Linked DNA regions of Sparus aurata: region 2 is linked to region 1. Evidence: chromatin contacts called from public Hi-C data. All regions are on one chromosome and are shown on one strand. The core of a region is the stretch at or near the end of the contact, and the rest is flanking DNA. Distances in the headings are between cores, read along the strand shown.

Evidence for each region. Hi-C and Micro-C count contacts between places; a contact is called where the count stands out from the background.
Region 2: a Hi-C map of an unstated tissue shows a contact between it and region 1, with 4 times the contacts expected there. The contact joins the promoter of LOC115596458 here to the promoter of prorsd1 in region 1. A contact is called at or near these places in 2 of 2 Hi-C or Micro-C datasets (skeletal muscle and an unstated tissue).

What each region holds. Positions count from the first base shown.
Region 1 is chr15:31,593,407-31,600,311 of fSpaAur1.1, reverse strand. It overlaps prorsd1 (prolyl-tRNA synthetase domain containing 1), which reads right to left and starts at 5,490. Exons shown (of 4, transcript XM_030440863.1): 1 at 5,314-5,490; 2 at 3,444-3,569; 3 at 2,643-2,732. The coding sequence starts at 5,394. LOC115596075 (a long non-coding RNA gene) reads right to left here and starts at 4,855. Exons shown (of 2, transcript XR_003986841.1): 1 at 4,718-4,855; 2 at 3,835-4,619.
Region 2 is chr15:31,763,062-31,769,975 of fSpaAur1.1, reverse strand. It overlaps LOC115596458 (clathrin heavy chain linker domain-containing protein 1), which reads right to left and starts at 3,661. Exons shown (of 11, transcript XM_030441588.1): 1 at 3,366-3,661. The coding sequence starts at 3,569. rps27a (ribosomal protein S27a) reads left to right here and starts at 3,802. Exons shown (of 6, transcript XM_030441591.1): 1 at 3,802-3,894; 2 at 4,005-4,068; 3 at 4,477-4,531; 4 at 4,983-5,068; 5 at 5,316-5,447; 6 at 5,751-5,943. The coding sequence starts at 4,021. The coding sequence ends at 5,900.

The DNA.
Region 1 (6,905 bases), core at 4,241-6,740:
GTGTCTGACTGGTCCGATGTCTGACTGGACCGGTATCTGACTGGTCCGATGTATGACTGGACCGGTGTCTGACTGGACCGGTGTCTGACTGGACCGGTATCTGACTGGACCGGTATCTGACTGGACCGGTGTCTGACTGGACCGATGTATGACTGGACCGGTATCTGACTGGACCGGTGTCTGACTGGACCGGTATCTGACTGGACCGGTGTCTGACTGGACCGGTGTCTGACTGGACCGGTATCTGACTGGACCGGTGTCTGACTGGACCGATGTATGACTGGACCGGTATCTGACTGGACCGGTGTCTGACTGGCTGGACCGGTGTCTGACTGGACCGGTGTCTGACTGGACCGGTATCTGACTGGACCGGTGTCTGACTGGACCGGTGTCTGACTGACTGGACCGGTGTCTGACTGGACCGGTGTCTGACTGGACCGGTGTCTGACTGACTGGACCGGTATCTGACTGGACCGGTATCTGACTGGACCGGTGTCTGACTGGACCGGTATCTGACTGGACCGGTATCTGACTGGACCGGTGTCTGACTGGCTGGACCGGTATCTGACTGGACCGGTGTCTGACTGGACCGGTGTCTGACTGACTGGACCGGTGTCTGACTAGACCGGTGTCTGACTGACTGGACCGGTATCTGACTGGACCGGTGTCTGACTGACTGGACCGGTATCTGACTGGACCGGTGTCTGACTGGACCGGTATCTGACTGGACCGATGTCTGACTGGACCGGTGTCTGACTGGACCGGTATCTGACTGGACCGGTGTCTGACTGGCTGGACCGGTATCTGACTGGACCGGTGTCTGACTGGACCGGTGTCTGACTGACTGGACCGGTGTCTGACTGGACCGGTGTCTGACTGGACCGGTGTCTGACTGACTGGACCGATATCTGACTGGACCGGTGTCTGACTGACTGGACCGATGTCTGACTGACTGGACCGGTGTCTGACTGGACCGGTGTCTGACTAGACCGGTGTCTGACTGACTGGACCGATATCTGACTGGACCGGTGTCTGACTGACTGGACCGGTGTCTGACTGACTGGACCGGTGTCTGACTGGACCGGTGTCTGACTAGACCGGTGTCTGACTGACTGGACCGGTATCTGACTGGACCGGTGTCTGACTGACTGGACCGATGTCTGACTGGACCGGTGTCTGACTGGACCGGTATCTGACTGGACCGGTGTCTGACTGGACCGGTGTCTGACTGACTGGACCGGTGTCTGACTGGACCGGTATCTGACTGGACCGATGTCTGACTGGACCGGTGTCTGACTGGACCGGTGTCTGACTGACTGGACCGGTATCTGACTGGACCGGTGTCTGACTGGACCGGTATCTGACTGGACCGATGTCTGACTGGACCGGTGTCTGACTGACTGGACCGGTATCTGACTGGACCGGTGTCTGACTGGACCGGTATCTGACTGGACCGGTATCTGACTGGACCGGTGTCTGACTGGACCGGTGTCTGACTGGACTGGTATCTGACTGGACCGGTGTCTGACTGGACCGGTATCTGACTGGACCGATGTCTGACTGGACCGGTGTCTGACTGACTGGACCGGTATCTGACTGGACCGATGTCTGACTGGACCGGTATCTGACTGGACCGGTGTCTGACTGGACCGGTGTCTGACTGGACTGGTATCTGACTGGACCGGTGTCTGACTGGACCGGTGACTGACTGGTCCGGTGTCTGACTGACTGGACCGGTGTCTGACTGACTGGACCGGTATCTGACTGGACCGGTATCTGACTGGACCGGTGTTTGACTGGACCGGTATCTGACTGGACCGATGTCTGACTGGACCGGTGTCTGACTGGACCGGTATCTGACTGGACCGGTGTCTGACTGGACCGGTATCTGACTGGACCGGTATCTGACTGGACCGGTGTCTGACTGACTGGACCGGTGTATGACTGGACCGGTATCTGACTGGACCGGTGTCTGACTGACTGGACCGGTGTCTGACTGGACCGGTGTCTGACTGACTGGACCGGTATCTGACTGGACCGGTGTCTGACTGACTGGACCGGTGTCTGACTGGACCGGTGTCTGACTGACTGGACCGGTATCTGACTGGACCGGTGTCTGACTGGACCGGTGTCTGACTGGGCCGGTATCTGACTGGACCGGTGTCTGACTGGACCGGTATCTGACTGGACCGGTATCTGACTGGACCGGTGTCTGACTGGACCGGTATCTGACTGGACCGGTGTCTGACTGGACCGGTATCTGACTGGACCGGTATCTGACTGGACCGGTGTCTGACTGGACCAGTGTCTGACTGGACCGGTGTCTGACTGACTGGACCGGTGTCTGACTGGACCGGTGTCTGACTGGACCGATGTCTGACTGGACCGGTGTCTGACTGGACCGGTATCTGACTGGACCGGTGTCTGACTGGACCGGTATCTGACTGGACCGGTATCTGACTGGACCGGTGTCTGACTGGACCAGTGTCTGACTGGACCGGTGTCTGACTGACTGGACCGGTGTCTGACTGGACTGGTATCTGACTGGACCGGTGTCTGACTGGACCGATGTCTGACTGGACCGGTGTCTGACTGGACCGGTATCTGAGGACACCTCAGCATTGATCTGGGGTCTGTGTCACCTTCAGCTTCTCCAACATGGCCGCCTCGTCTGCAAAGCGCAGGTTGCCGCTGCCAACACCGAGCTTCTTGGCGAGGTCGTTGAGGTTCACCTGAAGAGGAACAGAGAGGATTATGGGACCTGAACCTCACATGAAGCTACTTTCAGACAGCGGCGTCGCTACTTTTATGACAACAAGCTCCACTGACACTCTGATTATAAACTCTGTGACATCATCATGTAAAGATTATGGGCGGAGCCAGTAGGAGAAACACTACTGCACATGCTCAGTGGGCAGCGTAACCAGGAAGTAAACGCAAACTAAACAACATTTCTCAGTTTTTTTTTCTCAGTTTCTTCCAGTCTGTGGTTCAGTGCAGTGGCCTCTGAAGGGTCGACGTACAGGTGAGTCAGACGGACATATTGATCTGATCAGTGCTCCACACGACATGAAGGAGACATATTGATCTGCTCACAGAACCATCAGGGATCAGTTCAGCCGCCGCTGTGATTCAGCGTTGGCATTTAAAGATAGAAGATAGCTGATCTCAGAACAGTTTCACTTTCTGTGTGTTGTTGATCTTGTGTTCTGTTTCTGATTTATGTGGTCTGTTATTTATTGTTTCTTTCTGTTTCTCTTTGACTGTTGATGAATATTTTTTTATCCATTTGCTACTTTCTGACAGTTACTTTGAGAAGAACAATTTGTTATTTGGACAGATCCGGCTCCATCTTTGGGTTTACGATCTATCATGTTCTAGTCGTAGGCCTGTGGCGAGGACGCAGCAGAGACACGTGCTGGTGGCGGCTGGTGTGAGCTGACCTGGCGGTCGTGGCGGGCCGACACCAGCCACAGGCCTTTCTTCTTCTTGTCCTTCAGGAAGAGGTTCTTAGTGACGGCTCCGCCCACGTCCTGCAGGTGGGGCATCATCTCCTCCACCGTGAACACCTGCGAGGGATGATGACATCACGACACACTGATCACTGTCTGCGTTTGTGTTGAGCTTCAACTTCAGTTCAATCAGTTAATTAATTAATGAATTAGTTAATTAATCTTTCACAAAATAACCGATCTGAGAGGAAACAGAGTGACATCTTTAAATCAGGGGGCCTCAAATCTGGACAGGAAATGACATCACAATTAATCTGATCACAACCATGATCAATCATTGTTCACACGCCCTCAGACTTCAGCCAGCTGTTTCAATCTTTGATTTTCTTATTTACATCATTTTTATTAGAACAACATAGCGTTTTAAAGATGATTATCAATCCAACACAGTAAAATACATGAACACATGATGAAGCAACACGTCCTCACCAGATTACATTTAGTCAAATTAATTTAATTCAATGGACATCGACACCAGTTCACTTCTGAAACCTCAAACCTGCGTATGAAGCTGGAGCACGTTGGAGATCGCTGTGCTGCTTTTTTAACGTTTATACCAACTGTTATTTTTTTCAATAGAAACTGGCTTCACAAGATCATTCGTTCAATCATAGCTTTTTAAAATTATTAAAAGTATCCAAAATCCCAACATGTTGATGTTTAACAGTAAATATAATATGAACGTTAATCAACATTAAGGTTTTTAGGCACAATATCTTCAATTTAAAGATTCTATAGTTGGAATCAATTGTTTTATAAATTGTTCTGATAATGCCAAGATATACAAATGACATTTAACTGTGTGAGGACGGGCAGAAATACAAAGTCTCTTTGTTTCGAGTTATCTTTGTTTTGATAAATGTTGTTTTGTTGCGAAGGTCGAACAAAGAAACTTGTAAAGTTGTTAGAAATGAGAGAGTGAAGCAGAGACAGTCTGAGCTGCAGCAGACAGCGACAGGTGGTGCTGTGTCGCCCCCTGCAGGTGGTGCACACAGGTGGTGCTGTGTCGCCCCCTGCAGGTGGTGCACACAGGTGGTGCTGTGTCGCCCCCTGCAGGTCACAGGTGGTCCGTGCAGCAGAAAGGTCCACACCGGTTATTAAACCAGACTGTCGAAACAAATACAAAGTGTTAAACTTGTTACAAACTGTCAGAAAGCTGCGGGAGTTTGTGGATGTTGCACTTCAGAAGCAGATCGTTAGTTTACTTCACGTGACGCTATAAGTCTGGAGACTGAAATCCCAGATCCCGTTCAAAAACGTCTCGTTTCTCAGACTCCCCGCCCTGACGCGCAGAGCCGTGACGGGAGGAACGCGTCCTCACAGCGCATCAGCTTCTACTGATCTGACGGAAGATCCGGCGTCCAGGTTTCAGCCAGCAGATCTTCCCTTTAATTAAAATGACAACTACTGACTGCGTCCACGTGTCCACTGACAGTGTAGAGAAACACAGCAGCACCAAAGCTTCATCTGAACAGAAGAGTCACTCAGGTTGCTGAATGAAGCGCGTCCTACAGGTGTGTGTTTTCTGCCACAGCGTGACTGTGAATGATGTGATCAGGTGTCGTTATCAGAAGCGAATGTTATCAGTAGGAACCTTTGTGCGGCCAGGTGTTTCCGCCCGGAGGGTAAATAGTTTTTGACCACTGTTATTATCATTCGTTTGCTTCGAGCGTTGGTTTCCTGTCATAAATGTTTCTTTACTTTAAAACTGTCAGAATAAAACCATGTTTGCGACGAAGAAGTTCGGACTGTGTTCTGGTTCGGACTGTGTTCCGGTCCAGAGACAGTCGGAGCTGTTTACCGGCGGGTGGTCCACACAGGTCGTCTGGATGTTCAGCGCCTCCAGATGTTTCTCCAGCTGCGTCCGCAGATCTGCCGACATCTCAAAGCTAAACGTGTTTTTAAATGAATTAGGAGGAACCGAAGAAGAAGACACAGCTGCTGCGACAGGAAGAGGAGAAGAAGAAGGAGAAGAAGAAGAAGAAGCTGGGTCAGACACGATGCTGCCCCCTGCTGGACGGAAGTGAAGTGACTCCCACAGAACAGGCTGCTGTCGCTCTGTTGGTTTATACTATAAAAGGTTATCGATGTTATAAACGTTATAACATCGATAACCCTGAACAAGGATGTTTACAATGTATCGATGAGTCTATAATGTATCGATGAGTCTATAATGTATCGATGAGTCTATGATGTATTGATGAGTCTATAATGTATCGATGAGTCTATGATGTATCGATGAGTCTATAATGTATTGATGAGTCTATAATGTATTGATTTACATGGTCAGTCTTAGTCTCTGAATACAGAATATCATTATACAGAATATTCTTGGATTTTTATTCTTTCTGCCTATTTTATTATTATTTTTGTATGTTTATCAAACATTAACATATGTATTATTATTATTATTATTGATTACCATTTTTATTCTATTCATTTAGTTATTCTTTACACAGGTCTCACTAGTAAAAAATATAACTTTTCTTTATTTATAAATTATTTTCATATATTAAAAGTTACGTATTTATTTATTTTTTTCTTTATTTCTTAATTTCTTTTTTACTAAAATATATCTTTCAAAAGTTAAAACAATATTTATTTTAATTTTAAAATGTACATTTTTACTCTTTCCATTAAACCATTTTCCATCTTAACTTATTATTATATAATGATATAATAATGATATGATAATATTAATATATTAACATATTGAACCTTCTGCTCTGGATATTGAGCAGGCAGCCGTCTGGTCGAGCTGTAAATATACAAGTGAAAATGGACATTCAAATATTGATGAACAATAAGTTTTTATTAAATTATATTAACAAATGAATGTAAAAAACTGAAGGAGCCAGCAGACATCGACCCAGACAGCCTGGTGCTGTTCATCACCTAAAGGTTCTTTATGTTCAGGAGGTACTGAGGTCCGTCACAGAGAACGACCCTCTGAAGGACATGTTGTCACGGCCCACTTTAACCTGAATGCCTTGTGTTATGAAACACACTCGTCCATAATGGATGAAGCATTAATTCTGCACAATGACCCAGTTTAATACAGACAGCAGGTCAGTGTCGCAGCTGAACCTGCTGCTCTTTAACAAATGAACGTTATAAAACGGAGAGATTTGGGTCGAAAGCGGCATCAGAGGGCCAAAAGTGCAGCGAGACGGGGACAGGGTCCGATTCTTTAGTCCTCTGAGGCTGCAGATCAAATCATAATCCAAAGATTATCTCAGACGGAGCTGCTCATCTTCAAACACAACACAGAAACACAAAGTCACAAACTACTGAGGCCGAGCAGGAAGGCTGAAGAGACAAAACAGTGGACAGCAACTACAACTCCCAGACTGCACTGCTGGAGGAAGTGTCCAATCAAACCACTTCAGATTT
Region 2 (6,914 bases), core at 2,412-4,911, 170 kb before region 1:
CAGCTGTAAGTGTGACAGGAAGTGGTGAAAAGTGTGGTGGTGGTTAAAATGAATTTATTTTATCATCAGTCCGATAAAAAAAACTAAACAGTAGCCCCATTCGAACAGGAGAAGACGCGTAAAAGACGCAGCCATGGTTCGCAAATTCTCCACCGATGGTGATTCACACAGAGCGAAGCAGCGCCGCCTTAAAGACGAACCGCCGTGAATTCACACAGAAAGCCGGCGCTGCGGCTCCTAAAGAGGCGTTACGGTGACGTCACGGTGATGAAGTCTGTGTGTTTTCAAGGTATTTCCCCGGTGTCCCCCCCCCCGTCAATCTCGTGGGGACGGAGGCTGTTTTCTGAGGGAAAGTTCACTGACATCTCGGTCCAGAGGGCTGACCGTTGCGGTGATTTATTTTCATCACAAACACTCGGTGAGTTAAAGTTTTTGGGCAGAAATGTGACGAAGAATTGTTAGGACACACAGGAGGACAGACAGGAGGACACACAGGAGGACAGACGGGAGGACACACAGGAGGACAGACGGGAGGACAGACGGGAGGACACACAGGAGGACAGACGGGAGGACAGACGGGAGGACACACAGGAGGACAGACAGGAGGACAGACAGGAGGACAGACAGGAGGACACACAGGAGGACAGACAGGAGGACACACAGGAGGACAGACGGGAGGACAGACGGGAGGACAGACAGGAGGACACACAGGAGGACAGACAGGAGGACAGACAGGAGGACACACAGGAGGACAGACAGGAGGACACACAGGAGGACAGACGGGAGGACAGACGGGAGGACAGACGGGAGGACACACAGGAGGACAGACAGGAGGACAGACGGGGGGGCAGACAGGAGGACAGACAGGAGGGCAGACGGGGGGGCAGACAGGAGGACAGACGGGAGGACACACAGGAGGACAGACGGGAGGACAGACAGGAGGACAGACGGGAGGACACACAGGAGGACAGACGGGAGGACAGACGGGGGGGCAGACAGGAGGACAGACAGGAGGACACACAGGAGGACAGACAGGAGGACAGACGGGGGGGCAGACAGGAGGGGAGACAGGAGGGCAGACGGGGGGGCAGACAGGAGGTGAGACAGGAGGGCAGACGGGGGGGCAGACAGGAGGACAGACGCTTCTCCGCGTATATCTGCAGTATTTTTTTCAGTCACGACGTTACTTTTGTTCGGTCCTGTAACGTTGCTTTGTGGGAAATTTCTCTGTATTTAGTTGAGTGGAGGACCTGTGTAGTTAACGACGGTCCGGTCGACACGCCCCCGTAAGTGAAGCCGGCTTATCTGTTCACACTGGTTCAGTTCTCCAATAATGCGGCCCTGATACGACCTCCAGAGGCGGATCAGCGCCGGGGCGAAATTTCACCCCTAGCATTTTTATGATTATCACAATCAGTAGCCCCATTCACACTTTTGGGTGCGGCTTTAGTATGCCATTTCTCTGCCTCCGTCTCAGTGTGAAACTCTCGGAGGCGGAGAAATGGCATACTAAAGCCGCACCCAAAAGTGTGAATGGGGCTACTGATTGTGATAATCATAAAAATGCTGAATATAAGTAAGGGATAATGTCCGACGAGGTGTCCATAAACAGGAGTTAATGGACGACGCGGAGGCCTATAACTCCTGTTTATGGACACCTCGTCGGACATTATCCCGCTTATACCATGGTCACTTGCCAAAGAAAAGAAATTCGGACCATTAATTTACATTTTCATGCGTCTTACAATCAAAATATAAAGTTTTTCACATGCCATAACTACGTTTCCCTGGTAACGCCTGAGGGTTTGACTAATAACTGGAACAATCATTACTCTCCCATAAGATTCTTATGCAACGGAGACGTTGTTCACTCCTCCAGTAAACAGGACGGATCATAGATACGACTTGGCAACTGCAGATATTCTAGTCCGCTCAGCGATGAGCCAGAAAGCTAACGCTATGCTAGCAAGATTCAAAGTCAATAACATTGCGCACGGTTGACAAACAGTAAATATAATTTGACAGTATGCTAGCTAACAAGACTAGCTTGCTAACCAGTCATGTCATTGTCCCCAAATCAATAGCAAGATTTTCACGAACAAATGACCGGCCGTGTGTAACGTTACTGTGGCCGCAGCCTGAGGCAGAGAGCCGAACAGAGAACGGGATGTGAGATTATTCACGTATCAGTAAGTTTAGAGGGGAAGTGAACTTTCTGCAGCTTGTGTGTTACAGTCGCCACCCTGTGGTGTTCAGAGGATAAGACACTGAAGGACTGACGGACTGAAGTCAGTGCTGGAAATAACATATTCAGATCTGATACGCCAGCTAGCGCATTAATTTACAGCGGTGAACAGTCAATTTGACTGGAACTACTTAGTAGGTGTCCATATATCAGGGGTTAATGGACACCCTGCAGCCAATCAGAATCCAGTATTCCCCCAGACCATGGTATAAGATCCAATAATGTTCCAGGACTAACTATACAGTATAGTTTTGATGCTGAAATACTTTGACTCCAGTGCTATCCAAGGGGTAACTTTCACTTCTATCAAAGTAATATTTGAACTCCAAATCTTTTTTTACCAAAGTATGACATCTGGGTACTTTTAACAACACTAATACAGCAACCCTGTGCTGTAGTATGCATATCAATATATATGACAAAGTAAAACAAACCGTTCCACAATTTTTTTACTTTCCTTTTAATAGAAAAAGGCATAGGTACAACCAACTTGAAGTTTCACAAGCTCAAATCTAAAAACGTGTTTATAGTTAAAATATATTGTAACTGAGATACATAAAGCTCTTTTGAATGGTGCTCAGACGAGGGCTTGAAAACGGTTTCTACCTTTTCTTTCTTAAGGGACGGTGATGTCATGGTTTCTCTCTTGTGACAAATGTACTATGTACACTTTGGACAAAAGCTAAATGTAAATGTGCCTTTTATAAAGAGGTTTAATGTAACTAAGCACATGTACTGTAAGTAATTTATGTCATGAAAATCTAACGTACTTCTTTTTTACCTGAACATTTGCATTTAATGTAAGTTTATACTGTTACTCCAACACATCTCAGATTCAATACTGTACTTGTACTACATGTATCAAACAGCTTTAGAATCTAGACACTTTACAGATTACAGTTTTCTATCTCCTTCTGTCCAGTAACGTTCTCACATTGTTGCTGTTGAATGTGTTTCAGCTTCACGTGTTGACAAAGTGATTCTTCTGAAGCTGAACAAACTCTTGTAAAGCCTCGTGGATTAGCTGGAAAATGCATAATTTATTATGTATTAGTAATTGAAAACGCCTCCCATTACTGGGTTAAATTAGAGTAAGTAAGTAAGTGAATAAATAAAATACCTTGTTGAACGCAGAGCGGTAGATGATGTAGCGGAGCTCGTCCGGGCCCTCTGCTGGACACTGCAGGAACTGTTTCTCGTGTTCCATAAACTCATACAGAGACTGAAAAAACATGTCGTCACTGTCACTCATCAAGATGTCGGGTGTTGAATGTCTGTCTTTCTCTCCTGAGGACACGCTACAGTTGTTTGCTGCCTCAGACATCGTTATTAACTTATATTTTGAGGCTAGCTTTTCACTTTTGCTCCTTCCGGGCAGCCATTTGCAAACACTCCCAGTTGCTATGGTTACAGTGTTTTTAAATATACAAATAAATTAATTGCATTTTGGATTGTGAAATATATTGTCGACTCATATTAATTCCGGTAAGGTGACAAAAGACGCTGAAAGACAACAAACCGTAATATTTGTGTATATTTTTGATCAGGCACCCTGATGGTCACCTAAGCCGTGCAAACGCGAGCAGAAAACCCCGTCGCTCGCTCCGAAAGCCCTCTTCTCATGATCCGCCATTAGGAGTGAGCCTGTGGTAAGATGGAGCTCTGTGTTTCTGCTCCTTATTCTCATAAATAACCATTTTTGACAGCGTGTTTCAGTTTAAACTACATGTCTGAAGTCTTACTTGTGTCTCTTGTGAAGGTGGACGAACGCCAGGATGCAGATTTTCGTCAAAACCCTCACGGGGAAGACCATAACCCTCGAGGTGGGTGAGCCGGACTGTGATGGAGGGATCCGGCTGTCGGTGGCCGCAGTTTGACCAAGTTTATTTTAGCGTTGAAATGGGCTAAATCTCTACATTAAATCCCAAGATTAGTTAATATCACGTCCGACGGTGGCGGTGTTTGTTTGAACTCAAGCAAAGTGAGCGCTATCGAGCGTTACTGTTGCATCGAAACCAAGTGGCTAAGCTAGCTGTTAGCTGTTAGCAGTCACCCAAAGCACCGTAAACACGTGTAGCAGCGCCGCCGCTGTCTGCTCCGCAACGCGCCTGTTTGTCTCTCCAGATAACATGATACGTTGATGGAATGTTATACTTCTGTAGTCTGTACAACACGTGATCAGAGCTCTGACCGAAAGAACTTGTCATGTCTGACCTCTTCTTCTTCTGCAGGTTGAGCCTTCAGATACTATTGAAAATGTCAAGGCCAAAATCCAGGACAAAGAGGGTGAGTGACCCGTCAGATATGAAATACATCCTCAGATGATGAATGTTCTCTCTGTACAGCTGAAAACCTTGTAGCTGCTCAGGGGAATGGTTAAAAGTTTTAGATTTGTTAAATGTGAGGAGTTTCTATTTTTGGTTCAGATCTTTAAACTGAATGTCGGAGGCGGTTTAAGAACAGATCGAGACATTTAACAAACCAGCCAGTCAACACTTGCTGACTTTACATCACCATCAGTATTTCAGGTTTTAGAAGGATGAGGATTTGGAGGAATTGCTCTCAGCTCAAGATGAACTTTTCTTTATAAAGTCAAATCAACTTTGAATTGGTTCCTTTTAGTTGTACGGTTTTATGTATCAGTTTTTATATGAAACTGTCAATACTAGCTAATTTTTGTGAAGCTGCAGATGGATTTAAATTTAAACCTGTGAAACACCTGTGTTTGTATTTACAGGTATCCCTCCTGATCAGCAGAGGTTGATCTTTGCCGGAAAGCAGCTGGAGGACGGACGCACGCTGTCCGACTACAACATCCAGAAGGTGAGCCGAGAGTCCTGAGGTTTGACTGCAGACGTTGGACTAATATTTGATCCTGTGAGGAGTTCAGAAGCTGCTGTAAAAATACGGTTGAGTTCAAGTCATGCATATCAGTAACTGATGTGACTAACTCTACTGGACCTTTGAGAATAAATTGGCAGAAATTGTCATTAATTGATCTTCTGGTCATTTAGAGTTAGCAATTCAATGCTGTATAAATCTGACTTGACGTGTATTTCCTCGCTGTCAGGAGTCAACTCTGCACTTGGTGCTGAGGCTGAGAGGTGGTGCTAAGAAGAGGAAGAAGAAGTCTTACACCACCCCCAAGAAGAACAAGCACAAGAGGAAGAAGGTCAAGCTCGCTGTGCTCAAGTACTACAAGGTACGACTTGTTTCATCCTGCCGGTATCAGCTGGTTACTGTCTGTTGAGCATCAGATGTTTTAGAGGACACTTCAGTCTGTGTGCCAACATCACGTTGGCTAAATCTCTTCAGACCCGACCACTTTGGCTCCAAACAGTCTTTACTAAACTTTTTGATTTAATGTCAAATGAGTGTCCAATCTCAATCATGAAACTTTTAGTTAAAGACGAGTTAAAGAAGCAGAAACTTAGTTGAACTTATTTTTTGGTCTGAAGAAACAACTGCTTGAGCTCTAAAGTGTCATTTTGTATTTTATGTGCAGGTTGATGAGAATGGTAAAATCCACCGGCTGAGACGCGAGTGTCCCGCTGACGAGTGTGGCGCCGGCGTCTTCATGGCGAGCCACTTTGACCGTCACTACTGCGGGAAGTGCTGCCTCACCTACTGCTTCAACAAGCCTGAGGACAAGTAGACAGAGTGAAGGTGTTTAATAAAGACGGAAACATTTGACACAACTCAAAGAATCTGTGTTCAATTTATTACCTGACAGTCGGGAGGGTTTATGTTTTACAGTGTGGATGTTTCAGTCTTTTCCATCAAGTTTACCGTGATGGAGCTGAACTGAGTGTTGGGTCACAAAGATCATGTTAACTAAACTTGGATTGTGGACTTGAACAGCATTTTAATAACTTAACTTTTGGATTCAAATATTCTGGGTTAAACCAATTCTGTCCAGCTGGTGAAGATGGTGAGTTGCATGCTGCTGCCTGATGGTACGCAAAACATGAACGCATCTTATTTGCAAGTAGAGATTTTAATAAGCGCAACCAACTCAACATGTCTGTCTACGTTTGTGGAATCATTAGTTTGATGTGACAGCTTTATGGTACAGAATTATGTCAGTTGTCCTGAGATTCAGCAGTTAAAACAATTTCAAAGAAATGTTTGATCCTTCCATTCAAATTTCTGAAATTTGAATGGAAGGATCAATCTACAAGGTGAATCAGTAAAAATAAACATCTTAACGGTCCAGCGTGGCTGATGGCTCAATACTGAAGAGTAAACCCACCTGTGTTGAGTACCATGTGACAAACAGTCTGCTGGCTCCGCAGGAATCTAAATGACGTAACAGGATGGTAGGAAAAAAGGAAGCATAATGTTTCAACCAGAATACTGGTATGAAATTAAAGTTCAATACGAATTGGAAGAGTATTGTATTAATGTTACGGTGATCCGTATGAGGTATGAAACGGTGATTTACATTTAACATATTTGTGGCTTTCCTATTAAAATAACTTTTTCCTACTCAGATTGTATTTGATTTTAGATCCATTGTGTTAATATAATTTGTCAAAATGAAAAAACTGTACGGTCACTCGTGAGGTTATGCTGAAAATGAGACAAAATAAACAGTTTTAAAGGTGAAATATGACAAAATCAAAAACGGCCAATTATACCAGAGGGTTAAGGACATCTTAGTTTGAAA